2 separate regions of the Hordeum vulgare genome follow, and region 1 is linked to region 2. A link is a contact called in public Hi-C data. All regions are on one chromosome and are shown on one strand. Each heading gives the region's core, a stretch centred on a gene start, on an enhancer-like site or on the middle of the called end of the contact. The rest is flanking DNA. Distances are from core to core; before and after follow the strand shown.

What was found. Hi-C and Micro-C count contacts between places; a contact is called where the count stands out from the background.
Region 1: a contact with region 2 is called in a Hi-C map of leaf, with 5 times the contacts expected there. The contact joins the promoter of LOC123397218 here to the promoter of LOC123452648 in region 2. A contact is called at or near these places in 3 of 6 Hi-C or Micro-C datasets (leaf and seedling).

The regions. Positions count from the first base shown.
Region 1 is chr5H:545,339,879-545,345,743 of MorexV3_pseudomolecules_assembly, forward strand. It overlaps LOC123397218 (non-specific lipid transfer protein GPI-anchored 2-like), which reads left to right and starts at 4,295. Exons shown (of 3, transcript XM_045091853.1): 1 at 4,295-4,799; 2 at 4,867-4,926; 3 at 5,042-5,266. The coding sequence starts at 4,295. The coding sequence ends at 5,169. LOC123398799 (non-specific lipid transfer protein GPI-anchored 16-like) reads right to left here and starts at 3,943. Exons shown (of 4, transcript XM_045093254.1): 1 at 3,525-3,943; 2 at 3,401-3,427; 3 at 3,272-3,307; 4 at 2,913-3,177. The coding sequence starts at 3,879. The coding sequence ends at 3,002.
Region 2 is chr5H:545,065,040-545,071,158 of MorexV3_pseudomolecules_assembly, forward strand. LOC123452648 (type I inositol polyphosphate 5-phosphatase 4-like) reads left to right here and starts at 2,986. Exons shown (of 13, transcript XM_045129347.1): 1 at 2,986-3,691; 2 at 3,798-3,891; 3 at 4,572-4,646; 4 at 4,902-4,989; 5 at 5,152-5,256; 6 at 5,362-5,862; 7 at 6,044-6,119. The coding sequence starts at 3,662.

The DNA.
Region 1 (5,865 bases), core at 3,045-5,544, 280 kb after region 2:
AAAAGTTTGACTTGTGTGCTTGCTCATGTCACTAAAGACTTCATCATACTCGTTCTAGTAGCATTCTCATACATATTCCAACCACGTGAACTATATTTGAAGAATCCAATCCCATAAGGCAACCCTGAAATGAATATAGGAATTTCAATTAGGTCCTTAGAGAAGCCAACAACATGTTTCTCCCGCACACATCAACGAGCGTCGTGGTCATGCTTGATGTCGCGTCCGGAACACCGCATCATCGAAGCCAACAAGAATTTGAATCTAAAGCGGAGAAGTCGTCGAACTACGCCAATAGATGCACTACAGGAAAACTGCTTATAGATGGAACCATACTAGTGGCAAACATGTACACTCGTAATCTGGTCAGTTAACAGCGGCAGATGGCTCGGCCTACTCACCACTGGTATGATTGGTCTCTAGTCAGGCATCGGACAAACTAACCAGTGGTGGACATGACATGAGGATCGCTACTCTACATCACATACTAGGGACGGTCTATGTATCACGCCCATCACTGAAAATCTTGGCCCAAATTTTGTTCAGCGAGTGGGCAAGCCTTACGAGTGGCGGGCACACTGGGTTGCCTCGTCAAAGGTCACTATTATCCAACGGTTATTTTGACAATTCATTTTACACATATACCAAGGATGATCCTTCTGTTTTTGTGGAGGTTCTGTTCGTTTTGTTTACTTTTCAGTAGTTTATTTTTCATTTTGTGTGTATATTTTTTCATTTTCATTTTTATGTTTTTTTAATATTTTTTTGTCCAATGGTTACTTTGACAATTCATATTAGACAGATACCAATGAGATAGTTAGCAAATGTGAAACCCACGGGTGCTATTGGGCTTGTCATGTAGGATGATCCTTCTGTTTTATGGAGGTTCCGTTTGTTTTGTTTACTTTTCAGTAGTTTTTTTTATTTTGTCTGTATCTTTTTTTATTTTCATTTTTATGTTTTTCTTTATATTTTTTTGTCCAACGGTTATTTTGACAATTCATATTAGACAGATACCAAGGAGATAGTTAGCAAATGTGAAACCCACTGGTGCTATTGGGCCTGTTATGTAGGATGATCCTTCTGATTTTGTGGAGGTTCCGTTTGTTTTGTTTACTTTTCAGCAGTTTTTATTTCATTTATGTTTTTTTATATTTTTGTTTCTATTTTCAAATTTGTGAATATGTTTAATTTACGAATAATTACTTAAATTTAGGATTATAGTTAAAATCATGAAAAAAATCGAATATGTGAATATTTTAAAATTCATGAGCAATTTCTCAGTTCACAAACTTTTCCTAAAACATCAAGCATTTAAAAAAATGACCATTTTTGAAAAATCTAATTGTTTTTGAAACCATGAACACTTTTAAAATCCTTGAACCTTTTTAGCACTTGTGGAAATATATTAATATTTTTGAACACATTTTTTATTTATAACCATTTTTTAAATTCTTGAACCTTTCTTAAAATTTGTGAACATTTTTTCAGACTCATCCTGAATATTTTCAGAGAAATTCTAAATTATTTTAATAGAACGAAAGCCAGTTGAAATAATAAATTGACTGGAAAACTGAATGGAAAAAAAATTCCAACATAATACAGCGTTATATGTGTTGTGCAGACCTGCGCAATTGCTTGAAATTTAAATTTATCTTAAAATTTGTGAATGTATAAAAAGTTGACCAAAATGAAGTAAGAATTGACCGATAGACCGACCAGGAAAAAATGCTAGTATAATATGCACGTGCATAGAAGATGGTCCTGATATTATCATGCAGGGCCCACACACCAACCACACCTTCACAGACAGGATCCATCTTGAATGGAAAAACACTGAAACGATCCTAACCCTTTGTTCATATGGAACTTAGAGTATCTACTGTCCGACCTTTTAAATCCGTCTCAATGTTTGGACAGGCTGTCCGGCCAGTGTTCGGTTGTGAAACACCGATGCAGACAGGATCTTAAACGGCCCTCAAATACTCAACTGATTGACACCCCTCATATACAAACTAAATATAAAGCGAATATGAGGCGCTCGAGCGCCTAGACGCGTCCGCCATGTCGGACCTGACAGCCCGACCCATCGCAAATTGCATCAAATCTATCCCCTCGGCCTACCGGATTCAATTGCTCCCTCCTCTTTTTTTTTCCTCCTCCGCATTGTCTGTCTCGTAGCTCCGCCACCGCACGCGCTCCGCAGCCTTTCGAGCGCCCGTGTCGCCAGCACCGGCACAACACTCACGTCTCTCGTCTTCGTCGCCGTTCCAGACGCCACCACGATACGCTCAGCAACTCCCGAGCTCCCCCTTGCACTCTATGTGTTCGACACATTGTCCAACCTAGATTTTTTTTATCTTTTAAGAGAAACGATGAATTCCGATGCTCATGTGGATCATGTGGACCTACAATGAAAATAAAAGAGTTGGTGATTGAGTTCTGCACTTTAAATAATTTTTATATAGACACTATTTATTTTCGCTACCAAACATTTGTTATTTACATGAGACCTTGACGTGTATAATCGACGTGCATGGAGTTGCTTGAATTTAAGAGTCCAGATTTAAGATATGTAAAGGCAGGCAGGAAGAGGGGCTTTTTGGATGAGTCTGCGGGCGTGTCCGGACACATCCGCGGACGTATAAGGAACGGAGCATGATTATGGAAGAACAATTACTAATGGCATCTCACGCTAGACCCTAACAAAAGACATTTGCTGGTTTAGGAACTAGCGTGATACGTCGTTAGTAATTGGTCTTTCATAATTAATCATATAATTGTTTTTTCATAATCATGTCATTTTGATCCCATCTGCAAAAAATTATTAGCGATGGAGATGTCCTTAGTAATTGTTCTTCCTTAATCATGTCATATTGATCCCGCAAGAAAAAAATTGTTACAAGGTAAGCTGAAAGTCATCAAGACAAACACATGTATTTTTGCGGTGAAAACCAGACATTTCCCAGAGATGGGCATCCTACAGGTCCACGTGTACAACCTACGTAATCAGAACAAAAATGGATGCAGCCACAACCAGAAGAACGGAGGGAGTGCGGGCGCCCTTCCACGCCGAGCTGGGCACCACCACCGGCCTCTGCCCCTGCATGACCGGCGGCGCTTCCACCGCCGGCGAAGTCGCCGTCTCATCCACCGACGACTCCGGCGGCAACGCTGCTGCAGAATTGAAAATCGTATATTCAGACAAACGAATTAGTTTGCAACTTCGATACGCTTACGGTAAGAGCAGAAGGCCGTCGAAGATACTTACGCAGAGGGGGCAGCGCCGGAGCAAATGCAATTGGCCCTGCAAGTTCATGGTTCAGTGTTAATCAGCTTCAGTAATTTTCACTCAGTAGTACAATGGCAATGGCAGCCTAAGCAAGAAGAATTAAGTTACCTGGAGCTGGGATCTGCGTCGCTGTATCTGCAGATCACAAAAAATGGAAAGGTTTAAGAACTTTTTTCGTCAATCAGAGCTCAGTCTGTGCAGTGAACAGAAATTGTTGCAAGTGGAAACGGACCTCTGCAGACGAGCGGGACGGAGATGGATTTGCAGACCCTGGGGAGGGAGATGGCGAGGGTGCGGTTGATGGGGAGGCCGAAGGGCACGTTGCCGGTGAGGATGAGGCAGGCGCAGTCGGCGCCGGTGCGGACCACCCCGGCCACCGCCCTGCAGCACTGCAGCGTCGGCGACCCCCCGCCGTTGGTGCTCCCCGTCACGAAGTTGAGGCACGGCGTGAACGTGCTGATCAGCGACGCCGTGCACGACGTCGCCACCCCCGCCTGCCCCGACACCGCCGCCGGCAGCACGGCCACGGCCACGGCCAGCACCAGCACCATCGCCGCCGCCACGCCCATCGCACCGTCACGTTTCATAGCCTGATCATACAACTGAAATGTACAAAGGTTTTTGAAGGAGCAAATTGGACTGTGCAGGATCCCGCGCGGTTTCGCGCCATTATATATGCATCTGGTTGACGGCGCCTCTCGTGTGTGTGGTTAAGAAATAAGAATGTTCCAGGTGGTAGATGAGCGTTTGGCCATGGTGGTTGCGCGAACCGCTTGTGCTGATGCGTTTAGGTGATCAGGACGTCAGGTAGCTGGGATTGTGACCAGATGAATCCACAAAGTTTGCAGGTGCACTGCTCTCTCTGTCTTGGAGACTCCGACTGACTCGCCATGAAAACGAAGTCCAAAGATTTGGCGAGAAGTTGACCGAACAATGGCGAATACGTATGGAAAGCCTGGGCTTACCGGTGCGGCGCTACCAACCTAACAATGGCGAATACCTATGGAGTATCATGGACCATGGTCTGTCAGTGTCAAGAACGAGACTGGTTCTTGCTACAAAATAAGAGAACTGTCCGTGCCAGTGCACTCACAGTTCGCGCATAGAAGGCGAGCAGGAACCACGCCAAGCCCAATGGGAGCGTGTCAGCACGGCGTCTCGCTGCTCGGCCTTGTCCTGGCAGTGGCAGCCGCGCTGCTGGCGTGTCGGTGCACGGCGCAGGCGCAGGCGCCGGCCCCGGCGCCCTCAGGCGGTGGCGGGGGCTCTGGGTGCATGCCGGAGCTCGTGAGCCTGTCGCCCTGCATGGGCTACATGTCGGGCAACGCGACGGCGCCCGGGGAGCCGTGCTGCGCGGCGGTGTCGGGCGTGCTGCGGTCCAGCCCGCGGTGCCTCTGCGCGGTGCTCGGCGGCACGGCGGCCACGCTCGGCGTCGCCCTGGACGGCGCCCGCGCGCTGCAGATGCCAGCGGCGTGCAGGGTCCAGGCCCCGCCCGCCAGCCAGTGCGACGGTAAGTTCACATTTCGCAAGCACGAACAACACCACGAGCAGAAGATAACGTCGTGCCATTCGTGCAGCCATGGGTGCTCCGATGTCTTCTCCGGCGGCGCCCTACGATCCGGACGTTGCCCCTGCAGGTACGTGCAGAACCTCCTGCAGATATATTTTTTTGGAGTAGGCTCGTGGAGCTGATCGGAGCGCATCATACTGAGCTAATCGAAGCACCATTTTGTGTCTCTGGATCTGACGCAGGGTCGGGATCCAAGGCCGCTCCGACGCCTCAGGGCTCCTACGGGAACGTCAACAGAGCAGGAAGCACAAGTATGGCCGTCGCCGTCGCCGTCGCCGTCGTGGCAATAGCTCTGATTCGTCGACCCTGACAACTGCTGAATTGGCCCCGGGCACTGTAAATGGACGATCGGAAATAGCAGAGGCCGAGACCCCGTTAAACTTGAACGTTTTTTTTGAGGGGGGGGGGGGGGGGGGGGGGCTTTTGAGCAAGGCTTGAATGAATGATGGAGAACAGGAGGTCTCATTGCACCCAGAGGATCCATTAGGACAACTCTAACCGGTCCCTATAAATAAATGAGGATCCGGGGAAGTAAACTCTTAGTGGACTATTTATACTCCATCAAGTTTTGATATGACCTAGCCAATCCCCTAATTATTGACTTTTCTAAACTTATGCAATTCTAGTGTACATTATAACTACGTATCAGCACACATATAGAAACTAAAGGTAAATATAGATGTTCAAGAAAATCATGAACATAGTTTAAAAACCGAATCCAAAGTCTTCTTGGTCTTCTTCCTCTTTGGATGACGACGAGTATTCCAAAACAATCTTCCTCAACCTCTTCATCGGATCTTAAAAAAAACATCTTCACCTATAATTCAAATGTGTAGGTTCAATCCATACGTCTCGGTTTAAAAAGAAACGTGCAAGAAACTCACCTAGTCAATTCATCGAACACTTGCGGCGTGGTGGTGATGCATCGGCAGTTGCCGTCATTTCCGCCAAACCAATAGGTGGTGAAGTGTGGAAATGACATGCAGCGGTGCAAAAGCAAGGTCTG
Region 2 (6,119 bases), core at 1,736-4,235:
ACGTGTCGACTAACGGGGAAGTAGCAGTAACCGATGGCTGCCCCTGAAACAGTAATCGCGTGACCGCACACGTGCATTTCTACACGATCAGGCATGCATGCACTCGCACGGTTCAGTCCAATTTTGTGGCGCCATATGCATGGCGTGGCTTCGAATTTTTTGGGTGGCCGTGCATGCATGCACTGGTTCGCATGTAGGCTACGTGAAGACAAACGTGAAAAGACTAAGCTCGACGTGGGAGTACTCAAACTCACGCTCACACATGCATTCTACCTATCGATTCTACCGGACACGTAGACCCATAATTCAGCCCGGGTTGCATTGCATGCATGCATGCAAAGGAGCGATCCATCGACGCCGTGCCCATAGTCCAAGGCCGCTACTACAGTACTTGCTTTGCCTCAATAGAAGCAAATTTTAAATACTATCCTATCAAAAAAAGAGTACTGCAGGCACGAAAATGCATGCTGACCCGCACCCTTTTTTGTGTCTAGCCATGTCGATATCAACCCCAGCGTGACCAGTCCACCAAAGATATTGTTTGGATCGAGTCGTCGATACGATACTATATGTCGATCTCGATCTCACTACCAATATCTAGCTTTTCGTGTGCATGTGTCCGAGAGATTTGATCTGCCTAGTTTGGAAAGGTCACTGTACGTCTCTTGCTACCATATCGTTCACAAATTAAATGAACGGTGGCAGCATGTTCAGTTCAAGTGCACTCTTGGTTGGCCGGATTATTCTCCCGTTACTCGAAGGAATCATGGGGACTTTTCATGTTTCGGGCTGGCAAAGAAATTTCGGAGAAAAAACCTCTCATGAGACTTTATCGATCCAACCCGAACCCGTTCAGACCTGAAACCATCCGTCGTTATGAATTGATAATTTATTTCAGATCTTTTTACTGCGTACTCACTGCATAAAGAAATTTTGTACTACGTATTCCCTTCATCTTCTAGGCACATTTGTATTAAATATAAACATTCTTAATTTTTTTATACCAAGAATTTACACGATAACCCTACAGGCTGCTTTTGGTTCTGGTTGGGTCATTTTTTCTTTCTTTCATCCGGGAGCAGCCAGCCACGTAAATGAGGCAGGATGTCGTTGTCACGAAATCATTTTGGAAAGACAATGCAGCCATGGCATGCAAGCAATGCACACGTACGCACGCGCACGCATGCACCCATTCATCGGTGGTTTGCGTGCGAGGAGCCCCCATCGTCGATCGACCAAAGACCGATACAACCTGAGAATGATAGACGGTCAGGACGGAGAACACGACGCTGCAACATGTATGCACACGGTCGCGCGCCATGCATCCAGGGAAGTGCGTGCCAGAAGAAGAATGGTAGTATGGATAGCAACAGCCTTGTCGGCGTCAGGGTGTGTGACGCACGCGTGTGTGGCCTGTGCGGCTGTGGCACCACCGGCGGAGGCGTCGATCGAGGGAGAAAACCAAACGGAAGCGGCGGGTACACGCACGCACATACCGACGCGACAAGGAAAAACACCACGCTCAGGGCCGGGGCCGCAGGGCAGGAGCCAGCAGAGCCCACGAGCCGGGGTTCCTTTCTCTTCGGCCAGCTTAGCTAGTGTGCGCCACGTAAACCCAACCCCTGAAATCTTTGCATATTTGCGCAGAGGAAACCATACGTGGCTTTCATTTCTGGGTGTGCGTAGACGCATGCATGCACGCACCGGTTTGCAAGTACCTCTGTGAATAGCCCGCAATAATAATAATAATAATAATAAAACCCCTTTGTGAATACAAACGTACGGGCAAATACCAAGCTTTTTGTTCTTGTAGAGAAAAGGTTGATACCATGGGACATGCACGCTATCGAACACGTAGACCCATAAAGCCGGGGTCGCATGCATGCAAAGCAGCTATCCGTCCATATCCATGGACACCATGCCCGACGTCTAATACCAAGCTCGCTCGCCCGCCCGCTTGCTTCAGTAAAAGCAAAGTTCAAACAGCTGCTTCCACGAAGTGTGTGCTGATTCTGTAGTACTTCTAGTACCTTTTATCGTGCGCAAGCGCAACCCTGCCGATCTCATCTCGGCGCCACTGTGCCAGGTCCGACCGAGGCATTGTTCAGGGGTAACCTTTTGTGCGCATGCGTCCAAGGTTTGGTCACAGCCTGCTTTGAAAGCCACCGTACGTCTCTTGCTAATCAACGGTGCAAAATGTTCTCCCGTTACTAGAAGTAAGTAGGAAATCAACGAGACGGTACCTTTCACCTTTGAGGGTCGTGAGGAAAACCCAGAGAAAAACCCGGTCAGTAAAACTTGCCCGTTCAGACCGTGCGTCGATCGTGTTGGGAGGAGGTGATGAAACCTAGCTCTTAACAGCGTTGATCGATGGATGGATGTAATAAACCGAGGAGTTTTTAGTTTTTACACGAGAAGTTGCGCCAAAAAAAAAAATGGAAGCACCGGCACGCGCACGTGCGCGGCGCGTCCACGGCGAGAAAGTGTGCGAGGGAGAAGAACGGTTCCCTCCCTCGGCGCGAGAAGCACGGAGCAGTAAAAACTCTGGTGCCGGGCCCGTGCGCCACGTGGGTCCCGCCCGTCATCGCCAGCGGGAGAGGACACGGCCAGAGAAATGGAAACTGGCACGTGCAGACGCGCACCCGTCCGCCTGCCTCACTGACGGTGGGGTACAGACGCGCTCCCCATCCGGCAATTGTGCATCAAACGAAATCACCGTTTTCGTTTTGGGAAAGACATGACCCGCGGTATATGGCATGTCACCAATGCCCACGCACCCACGGCTAGCCTACGTTGCACCGCCCAGCTGCCATCTCCTTCCCTTCCCCCCCTCCCGTGCTGGCCGTGCATGCCCACCTTTTCCTCCTCCCGAGTCCCGAGCCCGATTGCAGCACAGTAGATTATATAAGCTCGGCATTAGCAGGAGCACTAACGCAGAGCAGAGGGGGAGGAGAGAGGGAGAGGATAAAAGGGAGGGCTCCAGCGAGCGAAAGCAGACGAGGGTGATCAGGAAGCCCGCAGTCTCTGGCCCTCGCCCTCGCCCTCGCCGCAACCGGACACGCCATTTTCTTTCTTTTCCTCGGCTTTTCTGCTGGCTGCTTGTGTGTTGCACACCGACCACTACCAGTACGCCCGCCTCGCCGCATACATACAAGCCTCGCCCTCGCCCTCGCCCGCAGCACCACTCTAGACCCAACTCCCAGCACCACTAGCCTTCACTTCAGTAACGCCCCCGGCCACGAGCCTCCCTCCAGTGTGATTCGGTTCAGGGCATACCCAAACCCAAGCAAGCTCGCCGTCGCCGGTTCAACCGGCATTGCTTCCTCGGTTCCGCTGGGTGGGCGGTTCTTGGCCGTGGTTGAGCAGGATTCGCGCGTCATCCCCGGCAGCGGCAGGCCAGATTGGCGGCGGCGGCGCTCGATTTGGTCCGAGATTTGGGGGGCTTGCCCTGTTCGGGGTCCGGGATTCCGTGGAACCCAGAGGCAAATCGGCCCCTTCCAGATTTGGAGAGCTTTTCTTGCGCGGCCACACCTTCCATAGCAGAGCACAGAGGGGAGAGGAGAGGGGAAGATAGAGTCGGGGGCGGCGTCAGTCCGGCGTGGATAAATTCGGTCCTGCTGCTCCAGGTTCAGCGCCCTCTCCGCCTTGCTATGAGACAGCAATGAGGGAGGAGATCAACAAGAAGAGCAAGGTGCGTGCGTGCCTGCCTGCCCGCTCCAATCTGGGCCCCGAGCTGCGATTCATGTTCTCGCCGCCGTCGGTCGGTTTCGGTGGCTGATTCGTCTCTCAACGCGCAGGTCTCCTGGTCCAAATCCCTCGTCAGGAAGTGGTTCAACATCAAGGGCAAGGCGCAGGACTTCCACGCGGATTACGACGCCGCCACCCAGCAAGGTAAACATCCCCCCTTTCACCCAAGGATTTGGTTCATTTTTCCTATTCAAGGATTTATTGCGATAGCCTTTTGGATTTAAAAGTTCTAGCAGAATTAATCAAGGGTGCAGTACAGGCTAGCTCCAGGCACCTAGGAGTACTATACTTTTCTTGCATTGCGTTGCTTCCGTCGAGCTGGTTGCTCATCCGCTGCCGTGTGGTCTAGGGAGGTTCCCCTTTGTTGAATGCGGTTTCACATTCCCATCATCACCATCATCATCATCTTGCTCGTGCCTGTGATTTCTCACTTCCGTCGGACGTTTCCGGTCCATGTTCCAAGCATTGATTCAGAGACGCATTACCACCAGTCGGGTCCCCATCCAACAGAGTTTAGTTTTCTTCACATAGGACGCGGCCTCCTCCAAGCCTCAGTTCTTCCCTCGTCCGAAATCAATGGTGTCCAAGTACTTAGAACGTCCCAATCAACACGCCTTTTTCCCAAGCGACGCACGCAGCAGATGTTTTCTTTGTCCGGGGCTGCCTGGATTTTTGTTGTATGCCTCTCATGTCATTTCTTTTTACCGCGGTCAGGTTTCTACTTTTGATCCCAGAGATGAAGAACTACTGAAGAATCTTTCATTTTCCTTTGCATTTTTGCTGTCTCTCTTTGGTCTATGGCTAAATTTGTGTTAGTGACGCAGGACGGGATGGTGGTGATGAACCGAGGACCAGCTGCTCGCAGAGGGACGCAGGCGCTGCCAAGAAAAGCAGAACCGGTACAGTTAAAGCGTTTGGACCACGCTTCCCTCTCCCCCTCTCTCTTTCTTCGGACATCAAAATCGCAGCTACCTCTTTTCTTTCCTTGTTGCTGCTTGGTCAGAGCTCTCTTTTTACCTGCTATGCCTCCTTTGCCAAACTGATATAAGTTTAGACAATCAACTCCTCTGATTGTTTTTTTTTTTTTTGGAGCAACCCGACTTATCTGATTGTTCATTACTCTGTTTATGTTGTTCCTTATGGGCCTACTGCAGAACGGTCGCTGAAGCGGAATGTCGATCGCGTACGCAGATCAAGGAATGAGTTCGATGTGTCACGCCTCACAGAAGCTCAAGATTACAGGTACCGCCTGTTCACTGTCTGTATTTCTTTGCTTGTAGTAATAGGGTATTCGATGCAATACTGTTCATATTATTCAGATCATAGTTACCACAGTTAGTTTTCGCAATTTTACTTTGCTGGTGCATTCTGGTTTAACATTATTTTGCTTCCTTATCTGTGCAGAATCTTTGCCTCGACCTGGAATGTTGGTGGTAAATGCCCATCAAGGGGGTTAGATTTAGATGATTGGCTCCATTCTTCACCTCCTGCTGATATCTATGTGCTCGGGTATGGACTGTCAAAACCTCTGAGGCCTTCATATTGTAAATTTTGTACATTAAATATTGTGCTCTTGAGCTATGTCCTCTAACGATACTTTTCAACCTTTTGCAGATTTCAAGAAATTGTTCCTTTGAATGCTGGAAATGTTCTTGGTACCGAAGACAATGTTCCAGCAAAGAAGTGGGTATCGCTTATTAGGAGGACACTGAACAAGAACCCTGGGCCTAGCAGTCATGGTGGCTATCGCACTCCATCCCCTGTCCCTGATCCGGTTGTGGAACTAGATGCTGATTTTGAGGGATCATTGAGAAGACAGGATAGCTCATCATTTTTCCACCGTCGGTCATTCCAGAACCTTAGTCGGAGTTTAAGGGTTTCAGGAAATGATATGTTCTCACAACCAAGATTGGACCGCAGGTTTAGTGTTTGTGACCCAGTTAACATAGGAGGCAGACCAAGTGATTTTGATGGAAATTTCCAGTGTATTGGATCACCAGGCGATGAATATATTGACGAGGATATAAGTAATGGAGCATATTTTTCACCATTCCCATATGGTTATGGTACTTCAGCACCCATGGAAGAAGATGATGAGCAGCCAAATGCTTCTAGGTATTATATTATCTTTTGGCATGTTGCATTAAATTTCACATTTACTTGTTTCTCTAAGTTCCTTTTGTGAACATAATTAAAATGATCTACAAATATTTGTGCTCAGTAGTTGTACTCCTAACTTCATGATGATGTTTTTTATTAAGTTTGTGCAGTAACACAAATATTGTGGTTGTACCAGGTATTGTTTGGTTGCCAGCAAACAGATGGTTGGTATATTTCTCACAGTTTGGGTACGCAGTGAAATAAGAGATGAT